Linked DNA regions of Rattus norvegicus: regions 1 and 3 are each linked to region 2. Evidence: chromatin contacts called from public Hi-C data. All regions are on one chromosome and are shown on one strand. The core of a region is the stretch at or near the end of the contact, and the rest is flanking DNA. Distances in the headings are between cores, read along the strand shown.

The links. Hi-C and Micro-C count contacts between places; a contact is called where the count stands out from the background.
Region 1: a contact with region 2 is called in a Hi-C map of kidney, with 3 times the contacts expected there. The contact joins the promoter of Nudt16l1 here to the promoter of Sec14l5 in region 2. A contact is called at or near these places in 5 of 12 Hi-C or Micro-C datasets (Schwann cells, kidney, liver and 2 more).
Region 3: a Hi-C map of the A7r5 cell line shows a contact between it and region 2, with 4 times the contacts expected there. The contact joins the promoter of Anks3 here to the promoter of Sec14l5 in region 2. A contact is called at or near these places in 3 of 12 Hi-C or Micro-C datasets (the A7r5 cell line, frontal cortex and liver).

The regions. Positions count from the first base shown.
Region 1 is chr10:11,143,152-11,146,129 of GRCr8, reverse strand. Nudt16l1 (nudix hydrolase 16 like 1) reads left to right here and starts at 1,588. Exons shown (of 3, transcript NM_001100782.1): 1 at 1,588-1,753; 2 at 1,835-2,095; 3 at 2,668-2,978. The coding sequence starts at 1,601. The coding sequence ends at 2,889. It also overlaps a transcript of Mgrn1 not described here.
Region 2 is chr10:10,941,113-10,943,935 of GRCr8, reverse strand. It overlaps Sec14l5 (SEC14-like lipid binding 5), which reads left to right and starts at 1,550. Exons shown (of 16, transcript NM_001135710.2): 1 at 1,550-1,650; 2 at 2,236-2,339. The coding sequence starts at 2,277.
Region 3 is chr10:11,120,189-11,123,046 of GRCr8, reverse strand. It overlaps Anks3 (ankyrin repeat and sterile alpha motif domain containing 3), which reads right to left and starts at 1,486. Exons shown (of 17, transcript NM_001414337.1): 1 at 1,420-1,486. It overlaps Dnaaf8 (dynein axonemal assembly factor 8), which reads left to right and starts at 1,702. Exons shown (of 9, transcript NM_001014115.1): 1 at 1,702-1,740.

The DNA.
Region 1 (2,978 bases), core at 339-2,838, 200 kb before region 2:
GAGGCAAGGCGGGGGTAGTCAGACTGTGTTAACACCACAGTCCTTTGCAGTGGTCAGTGTCCAGTAGCCCTCACAGGTCCTGCTTCACTCACATCCTCACAGGCCTCCAAGATGGAGATGCTTGTGCTTGCAGGGCAACACTGCCCACCACCTGCCAGGGACGAGCCTGAGCAGCTTCCACAGCACATCCATTGCCAGTTACCTGTCCTTTTACTTTCTTACCGATTTATTGTCTGAGGCTTCTGTCACAGGATCCTAGGGTCACTTGGTTTCTAAGGCAGAAGTAGCCCAAGGGTGGCCCCAGGGCAGAGATGCCCCAGGCAATGCAGCTCCCTGGTCAGTTAGAGAGGGAAGTCAGCCCAAGGAGCTGCCCTGCCACTCACCCAGGTGACAGCCTGTAGCAATGCATGGAGACCCCTTTAGGCTCAGGGTTGCTTGAGCTCTGGCTCTCCCCCTGCTCCTTCCTAGCAGTGACTGGCCTGGTCTCTGGTAAGCCTGTAAGCACAGTTCTGTCTGCATATCCATCCGTATTTTCTCTCTCTCTCTCTCTCTCTCTCTCTCTCTCTCTCTCTCTCTCTCTGAATGCACATATGTGCACACATGTCAGCATGTGCATGCCCACCCCTCACTTCTCACCTGCCAACACCCTGGCGCCTGGTGCCAGTACTTTGAAAGATGGGATGCAGACTCCACACTTACCTGTCTCAGATTCACATGTACTATCATTTGATGTACTGATTGGCTAGTTTGGGTTCATTTTTACTGTATATTTATAGTAATAAAATCATGCAGCAATATTCTATGTGCGCCTTTGTTCTGCCACAGCACTGTAGGCAGCACTGTTGGCTCTCGGTGTACTGACAGGACACTGGCTGACAGGTTTTGGTGCTGCCTTCATTTGCTTCTGTGAGAGGGGCAGTGAGCAGCCCCTCCACACACAGACAACGGTCATTGTGCTTGTTTTGTTGCTCGCTCTGTCTGAAGCTGACATAGAATTTGGCTCACCTCCACGGAGCAATTGCTGGATCTCAGCCTCCAGGTGGGCAGATGGTCCTAGTTCTTATACCCACCCCAGCTCTTGTGATGTCTACCGAGTACTAATCAATGTACCAGAGGGCAAAGCCTATGACAAGGGGGACCCATCACTTGAGCTGGAGTCACTTAGATGCTTAAGTCTTTAAAGGCATGATTTCACAGGGCAGTGGAGTCACAAGCTCCGGGTCGAGCCTCAGGGAAAGATCATGGATGAGGTGGATATTGAGATTTCCAGCTGCACTCTCAATGACGTTTGGGACTTGAGACTGGCACATCTTGATGATCAGTGTACCTCCCTAGGACAACCTGGCCTCGGTGCTGTGCATCTTGGGAGCCGTAGTCTTCTGGTAGTCGTGGGGGGTCTCCTATGTAAAGGAGAGTAGCTAACTACATAACCCCACCCCCACCCCGCCTCCACCAAGAGCTCGAGTCTTTGCTGGATTCAACACCAGTCTCAGGGCTGGTGGGGGCGGGCTTATGCACGTGGAAGCACGTGGATTGGGCCTATGTGTCGTGGGCGGGGTCGCGCATGCTCATTTGGGCAGTGGGCCTGGAGCACATCAAGATGTCGACCACGACGGTTCCGGAGCTGAAGCAGATCAGTCGGGAGGAAGCAATGCGCTTGGGGCCCGGCTGGAGCCATTCATGCCACGCCATGCTGTACGCTGCCAACCCCGGGCAACTTTTCGGCCGTATCCCCATGCGTTTCTCAGTACTGGTGAGGAGCCGGGCGGGCTAGCAGGGCGGATCGCTTGGGACACCCAGTGGACCCCGCGTCCTGACCAGGCTTACCTTGCAGATGCAGATGCGCTTCGATGGGCTGCTGGGCTTTCCCGGGGGTTTCGTGGACCGCCGCTTCTGGTCACTGGAGGATGGCTTGAACCGGGTCCTGGGTCTGGGCCTGGGCGGCCTACGCCTTACTGAAGCTGACTACCTGAGTTCACACCTGACTGAGGGTCCACACCGTGTGGTGGCACACCTGTACGCACGGCAGCTGACGCTGGAACAGCTGCATGCTGTGGAGATCAGCGCTGTGCACTCGCGGGACCACGGTTTGGAGGTGGGACTACTGCCTGGGGCCCGCCCCCGTTCCCACTCCTGAGGTTTGGCTCTGGCACCACAGAAGGCACCAATGGGTAACAAGTGCCCCTCAGGGTCCTCACCCTGGCTTTGTTGGATGGGAAGAGGGACTTGGGATCTGGGTCATGGGCTGTTTACATTGCCTTGTTGCCTGCCATTGTCAATCCTGGGAGTGGGGCTTGGGGTCACTGGAAGGGATGATCAGGGCCTGCTTGGAAAATTGAGAACAGACAAAACAAAAAACAAACAAAACAAAAACCGGATTGTAGCGTTTAGGATTACCTCCTGAGGAAATTTGGGGATTTGAGGATTCTCTGGTCTAAAGGGCATAGAGTGAAACTAGTGATCATGGGAGTTGCAGCCAGACAGGGTGGGGAGTGCGTAGGATTGGCCTTGAAACTTGGGGAGAAGGGGCTTTACTGCATTAGCAATGCCTGGCCAGACCGGGCCTGGGTCTCCCTGTCTCTGGCAAACTGGTGGCTGACAGGCCTTTCTGCCAGAGTCCTGCCTCTACAGGAGAGCCCAGCCCCACCCGTGCCCTCTGTCCCGCAGGTCCTGGGCCTTGTACGTGTCCCACTGTACACACAGAAGGATCGAGTAGGAGGCTTCCCTAACTTTCTGAGCAACGCCTTCGTCAGCACTGCCAAATATCAGCTCCTATTTGCCCTTAAGGTACTCAACATGATGCCCTCGGAAAAGCTGGCCGAGGCCTTGGCCTCAGCCACGGAGAAGCAGAAGAAGGCCCTAGAGAAGCTGCTCCCGGCCTCATCCTGAGGTGGTTCCTGTGCAGGTCCCTGCCCTCCCTTGGCTGTCTCTGCCCACAGGCCCTGGAATTCCCGAGAAGCGTGCCTTCTAGTGTGTTT
Region 2 (2,823 bases), core at 301-2,800:
CATTTTCCCTAAGGTTTGGAGCAGAGGGGATTGTGACTTAACCATGGTGTTGGGAAAACACCAGATGGCGGTGCTAGGGTCACTGTGCTGATCCTGGGGGAGACCACTAAAGTCCCCTCAACGAATCAAGAAAGGATAAAACATCTGAGGCTTAGGACCGAACAATAGCCCGTGGCTACTTGGGTTATCTTTTGCTGCCACCCTGTGGCAACACTTGGAATTTCGCCTCCTATTTCTGTACTTAATCTAGATGCGTTTAGAACATGCTGTCTGCGCCGTCCGGATAAGATCTTACCTGGGATGCCACCACGAATGGACGGCAACAATATCAGGGCCATTTCCTTTGTTCTTGCAGGGTGAAATGATAGTTGAGAGAATGGAGGGTTTATGGGAGTGAAGCTGATCCCTGGGCACCCTGGGAAACCTGGCAGGGTTTGGATGCTGCTGAAGTTAGAAGAATGGGCAAAAAAAAAAAAGGGTGACCCTGTTCCTGACTATCTCGGCACTTTCACCATGCCTACCTTACCAAATAATAAGCATTATCTCATTTATGCTTTAAAATTTATTATTTTAAATTATGTATATGTTTATGTTGAATACTGGTACATGCTGAGGTCAGATAGCTGGATCCCCCCGGAACTGGGGTTACAGGACGTTGTGAGCCGCTTGACCTGGGTGCTTGGAATTGAACTCCGCTCCTCTCTAGTACCTGCTTCTATCTACTGAGCTGTCTCTCCAGCCTGCCTAATTTATTTATTTAATGTCAGAGGGCCCGACCTTTAGTGGACGCTCTGTAAAGGTGTGAAGAGTGAATAAACAATGCATTCAGAAGGGTTTGGGCTGGACCACTGCAGCCTTCGAGGAAAGATCAGGTGGAGAATGAGCTCAAGGCTAGGGGTCAGCAGGACGTGGTGGTTCACATCTGTAATTCCAACACTCCGGAGGTTGAGGTAGTATAGCCGTGACTGGTCTCCAGTATGAATTCCGCCTCAAAACAAACCGAACCAAAAAACAAAAAGTTTCAGGTGCCGTAGGTTGAAGAAGAGGTTACTCGGCGAGGTAGCTGTGGATAGGGAAGTCGCGCTGTGTAACTCTGGGCAGGTTCCAGTGAATGAGGTGGGTGGGGGCGCGTCCTGGGGGGCCGGGTCCTCATGGGGGCGGAGATTGGGCTGGGGGCGGAGACTTTGTTGATTCTGGGTGAATGTGGACGGGGTCAACAAGGGTGGGGCCTTCTCGAGTCGTGGCCAATAGGGAGCACGGGTAAGGCTGAAGGCGTGACCAAGTGAGGGATGAGTAAAAGTGAGAGACAGGCTTAAGGCAGGGGGCAGAGTCTGGCTGGGGCGGGGTTGGGACCAGACCAATCAAGGAGCAAGATAATCTTGTGGGGGTGGTGCCAGGCCAGGCCAGACTCTCCCGCTGTCCCGGGTCCTGGAGCTCTCCAGGCCGGGCACGTCTGTCACTGCTCTGATCACTCTTCTGCCTGCCAGGCCACTGCTCATGTAAGAACGTGTAAGAGGCTGGGGCAAGACTGAGGTTATTGAGCTCCTGGTTCTGCTCTCCGGACAAGGCGCTTTCTGGGGATCTGGCGAGCTCAGCTCCCAGGTCAAGCAGGTGCCAGAGCACTGCGCTGTGTCTCCAGCAGTTCTGAGGGTGAGCGGAGCAGCGGGGCCTGCGCATGTATGCGTGTTTGAATAGCTTTGTGTGGGTGCGCGCTTGTGTGCACCTGAGTGTGCGTGTGGGGAGTTGCTGCAGGGAGCTGAGTGCCTGTGCAAAGTTCTCTGCTGCGTGTACAAGGGCTGTCCTGTGTGGGAGTGGGGTACAAGTGAAACCTCCAGAAGGGTGCACGTGTCAGGGTATCATGGAGGAAAATGAAAGGGAGGGCAGGAACAAAAATGCTGGGGAGTGGGCATAGGGCAGGATGTCCGCGGCAAGTCATGGGGAGAATGTGTGAGGACAATCGTGGGAATGTAAGAATTGCAAATGCGTGTGCCTGCTTGAGTGGGTGGCATCGAGGGTGCCTCTGAAAGAGTGGGGATGGGGAGATCGCATGAAGTGTTGCTTGCTCTGAGGGCTGAATGTTGGGGTGCTGGGGAGTGAACGGGTACCTAGTCTGGGTTAGCTGATAATCCTATCAGTTTCTTACTTTGAGGGCTGGGGCTGCCTGACACCTGGTAGGCAGTGCCTATGTTTCGTATGAAGGGAACTGACGCCTCACCAGAAACTCTTTATTTCCAGCTTCTGTGTTCCCTCTGCCTGGGTGGTTTCTGAGTTTGAACATGGTGCAGAAATACCAGTCTCCTGTCCGGGTATACAAGTATCCATTCGAGCTGGTCATGGCGGTGAGTGACCCCTGGCTCCTGGGCCCCTCTTGTGACTAGAGGTCAATGGTGGGAAAGAAAGAGGACATTTCAGGCTATGAAATGGGGAAAAAAATTTACTGAACTTTCCAGCTGCCCTGACTTCCTGACTTCTTTGCCTGGCCACCCCCTCAACCCCTGTCAGGCCTCTTGGAACCCTGCCAAGCAGATAAAGCACAAGATCTAGAGTGATGGCGTGTGCTGTAGTCCTTGCATTCAAAGGCTGAAGCAGGAGGAGCAGGAGTTCAAAGCCATCCTGGGCTACGTAGAAACAGAAAGAAGGGATGGAGATGCGGCCGTCCAGTGTAAGCGTGTATATGAGTGTCTTGTACCAGGCAGTTGCGTGCCTAGGCATGACCACGGATCCTTGGCCTTCTGGATCAGGTCTTTGCACTGAGGCCAGAGTTAGAACACTCTTGGATTCCACTCTGGCTTCCACCACTCTGCATCCTGGAGCTTCAGTCTC
Region 3 (2,858 bases), core at 237-2,736, 180 kb before region 2:
TTTGCTGAGATTGAAGGCATCTGCCTCTATACTCAGTCACTGGTCACTGGTACTACGCATCCATGGGGCCACCTCAGTGACCTCAAACTACTTTAAGTGGCTGAACCCCTCCAGGACTGAATCACAGTGCTCTGGTAAGGTTATTACTCTGAGGTTGTAACTGACCCTAATCTGATCTATCAGAGTCAAGAGCAGAATAGAAGGATGGGAAGACCTGGGCTTTGGCACTGAGCCTACCTGGGTCCCATCAGGGGTGGGGGTTAGGGGGGTCAAGACCACTGCAGCAGTGGCCTCAAGGACACAGAGCACCATAATATCCATACTCAAGAGGAACCCAGAGGAAGCCTGAAGGAAGTGTGTACCCAGAAAGTACTAATTCCCTGCTTTTAAACACTCTAGCATTATTCTGTGTTGGTGAGTGCCAAAAAGGGGGGGGGGGGGTAGAAAGATCTGTCTTTCTGGTTGAGGAGCTATCTTAGTGATAAATATCATATATACACAGCTTGCAAGGACATATTTTAAAAATTGAATTATAAAAAGGACAACGTACAAATCACTAATCTGGGGAGCAGCTTGCAAGCCTCATGGTGAGTGATGTGTGTAGGCTGGTGAGGTGAAAATCAAGGCCTGCATTCTGGAAGCACTAGCTTCTCATGTTGCAACGCCTGAACTCAAGTAGTACCTAACCTCACTGGTGAAACCGAGTCTGAACCAATAGTGGACACATGCTGGCCTAAAGGTGCAATTTTAGCAGATAAGCAGAACCCTGGAAGGGCTCACACCTGTAATTCCGCTCTTGGGGGTGGGGGTGGGGGTTGAGAAAATAGGACCACTTTTGAGTTCAAGGACAACCTGGAATACATGAGATGCTTACTCAAAAAACATACAGCCCACTAGCGTAGTGGCTCAGGCCTTTAATCTCGGCACTTGGTGGCAGACCTCACTGAGTTCGAGGCCAGCCTGGTCTACCCAGCGAGACACGCCCACAATCTCAAAAAAACCAATACCCAAAAAATCGATTCGAGTAAAATAAAGGTTTGTATGTCTTCTGCACCTCGCTTCCAGAATTTCAGTAACAGCACTGACGTTACTCTTAAATTTTTTAAGTCTTCGTTTAAAAAAAAAAAATCTATTCTGGAGGCAACTGTCACTCCTTCAAGAGGTTCGTGAAGGCCTCGAGGGAGCCCCTGTAGCCCAAATGTGAGACGCGGTTCCGGCCCTATAGCGGTCCCGACGACCGTGCACGACCGCTGGCTCCCGTGTGACTGTATAGTCTGGCAGGTACCTCAGTTTAGCAACACGGAGCCGGGCCCGCGTCCCCAGACCCTGTGACAGGCAAGCGCCAGGGTTGACCGTCAAGGCGGCCGCGGGGCGCCTCGGGCCCCGCCTCTCAGAGGGCCCCGCCGCGGCCCGGCCTACCTGCAAGGCCTCAGGTTCCCGCGCCACCCTCCAGCAGCAGCTGCACGCTCCCTCACCGGCCAACAGCCCTGCGCCCGGCCCACCCCGGAAGTAATTGTCGGGCAGCGCAGAGCACCCCGGGAAGGCGACGGGCGTTCTGTTATTGACATCCCATAGCAGCCAATGAGATGGCAGATACCGCTCATTGCTCAGGAGCCAATCCTGAGACAGAGAGGCGGGCCGTGCCGGGCGAGGAAGAGGCGAGGAGGCGGGTTGTCGGGCTGCGCTGGGTAGCTGTGCTTAGCCCGGGCTCAGGGCAAGTGGACGAGCGGAGCGGACGAGGCGAGTAGGAGACCGCGGAAACCTATGCGACCATGTGTTGGTCCCAGCTGCGGGTGGCAGGGAGTCGACCCTCCCCTTTGCTCTAACACAGGCCGGCTTGTCCCGCTGCCTTCCAGTCCCCTTGACAACGACGCCTGGCGTGGCGCGGCGCGGGGCGGGGCGGGGCAGAGCGAGGCGAGACCAACTGGCTTTGAGGAGAAACACTGAGCCCCTCGGTCTTCTCAGCTCCTTCATGCTCTTCCCCCTGCGAGTCAGACCTTCCCTCAACCTCAAGGTCTTGCACACCTAAAGGACGACCAGTCTTGGGCGGCCCCCTTCACTTTGGTGATTCTGTACCGTACTGCCAAAGCCCCTGTTATGAAGCATCCTTTGCGTATACCAAAAGCGTCTTCACCTATGGTTCCCAATTCAGGACCGCCAAGCACACGTCCTTTTTACAATATTCAAAGACCGGGGTTGGGGATTTAGCTCAGCGGTAGAGCACTTGCCTAACAAGCGCAAGGCCCTGGGTTCGGTCCCCAGCTCCGAAAAAAAGAAAGAAAAAGAAAAAAAAAAACAATATTCAAAGACCTTAAGCCCCCACACACTCCCCTGATGCTGCTCCGGTTCGACACCGTTAGCTGATCTGCCTGGTTCGCTAGGCCCTCACCCCCTAATCCTAAAGTCCCTCTTTCGAAACCCTGAAGGCTGAGCATCTTTTTTTTTAGGGTAAGATACAAAGGGTGGAGCTGAGCCAGGAACTGGATTATAGGGACTCATTTGAATGATGACAAACAGAATCGTATAATGGATCTAACTTCTAAAAATTATTTTTGATTTTATTAGTTTTATTGTAATTATATGTATGTGTGTGAAGGTGGGTATGTATATGTGTAGTCTAGCGCAGGTACCAGTGGACACCAGAGACATCGGCTCTCCCTGAGGTTGAAGTTACAAGTAATTGTGGTTTAGGGCTGTATTCCGATCCTCTACAAGAGTAGTTACGAGGACATCGTAACTGCTGAGCCATCTCATTCCTTTTCTCAATGCTGGGGATTGGACTCGTGTTCTTCTTACATGGAGACAAATGCTCCACTAAAGGCTCTCCCAGCTTTCCCTTAACTTTAATTCAACCTCTC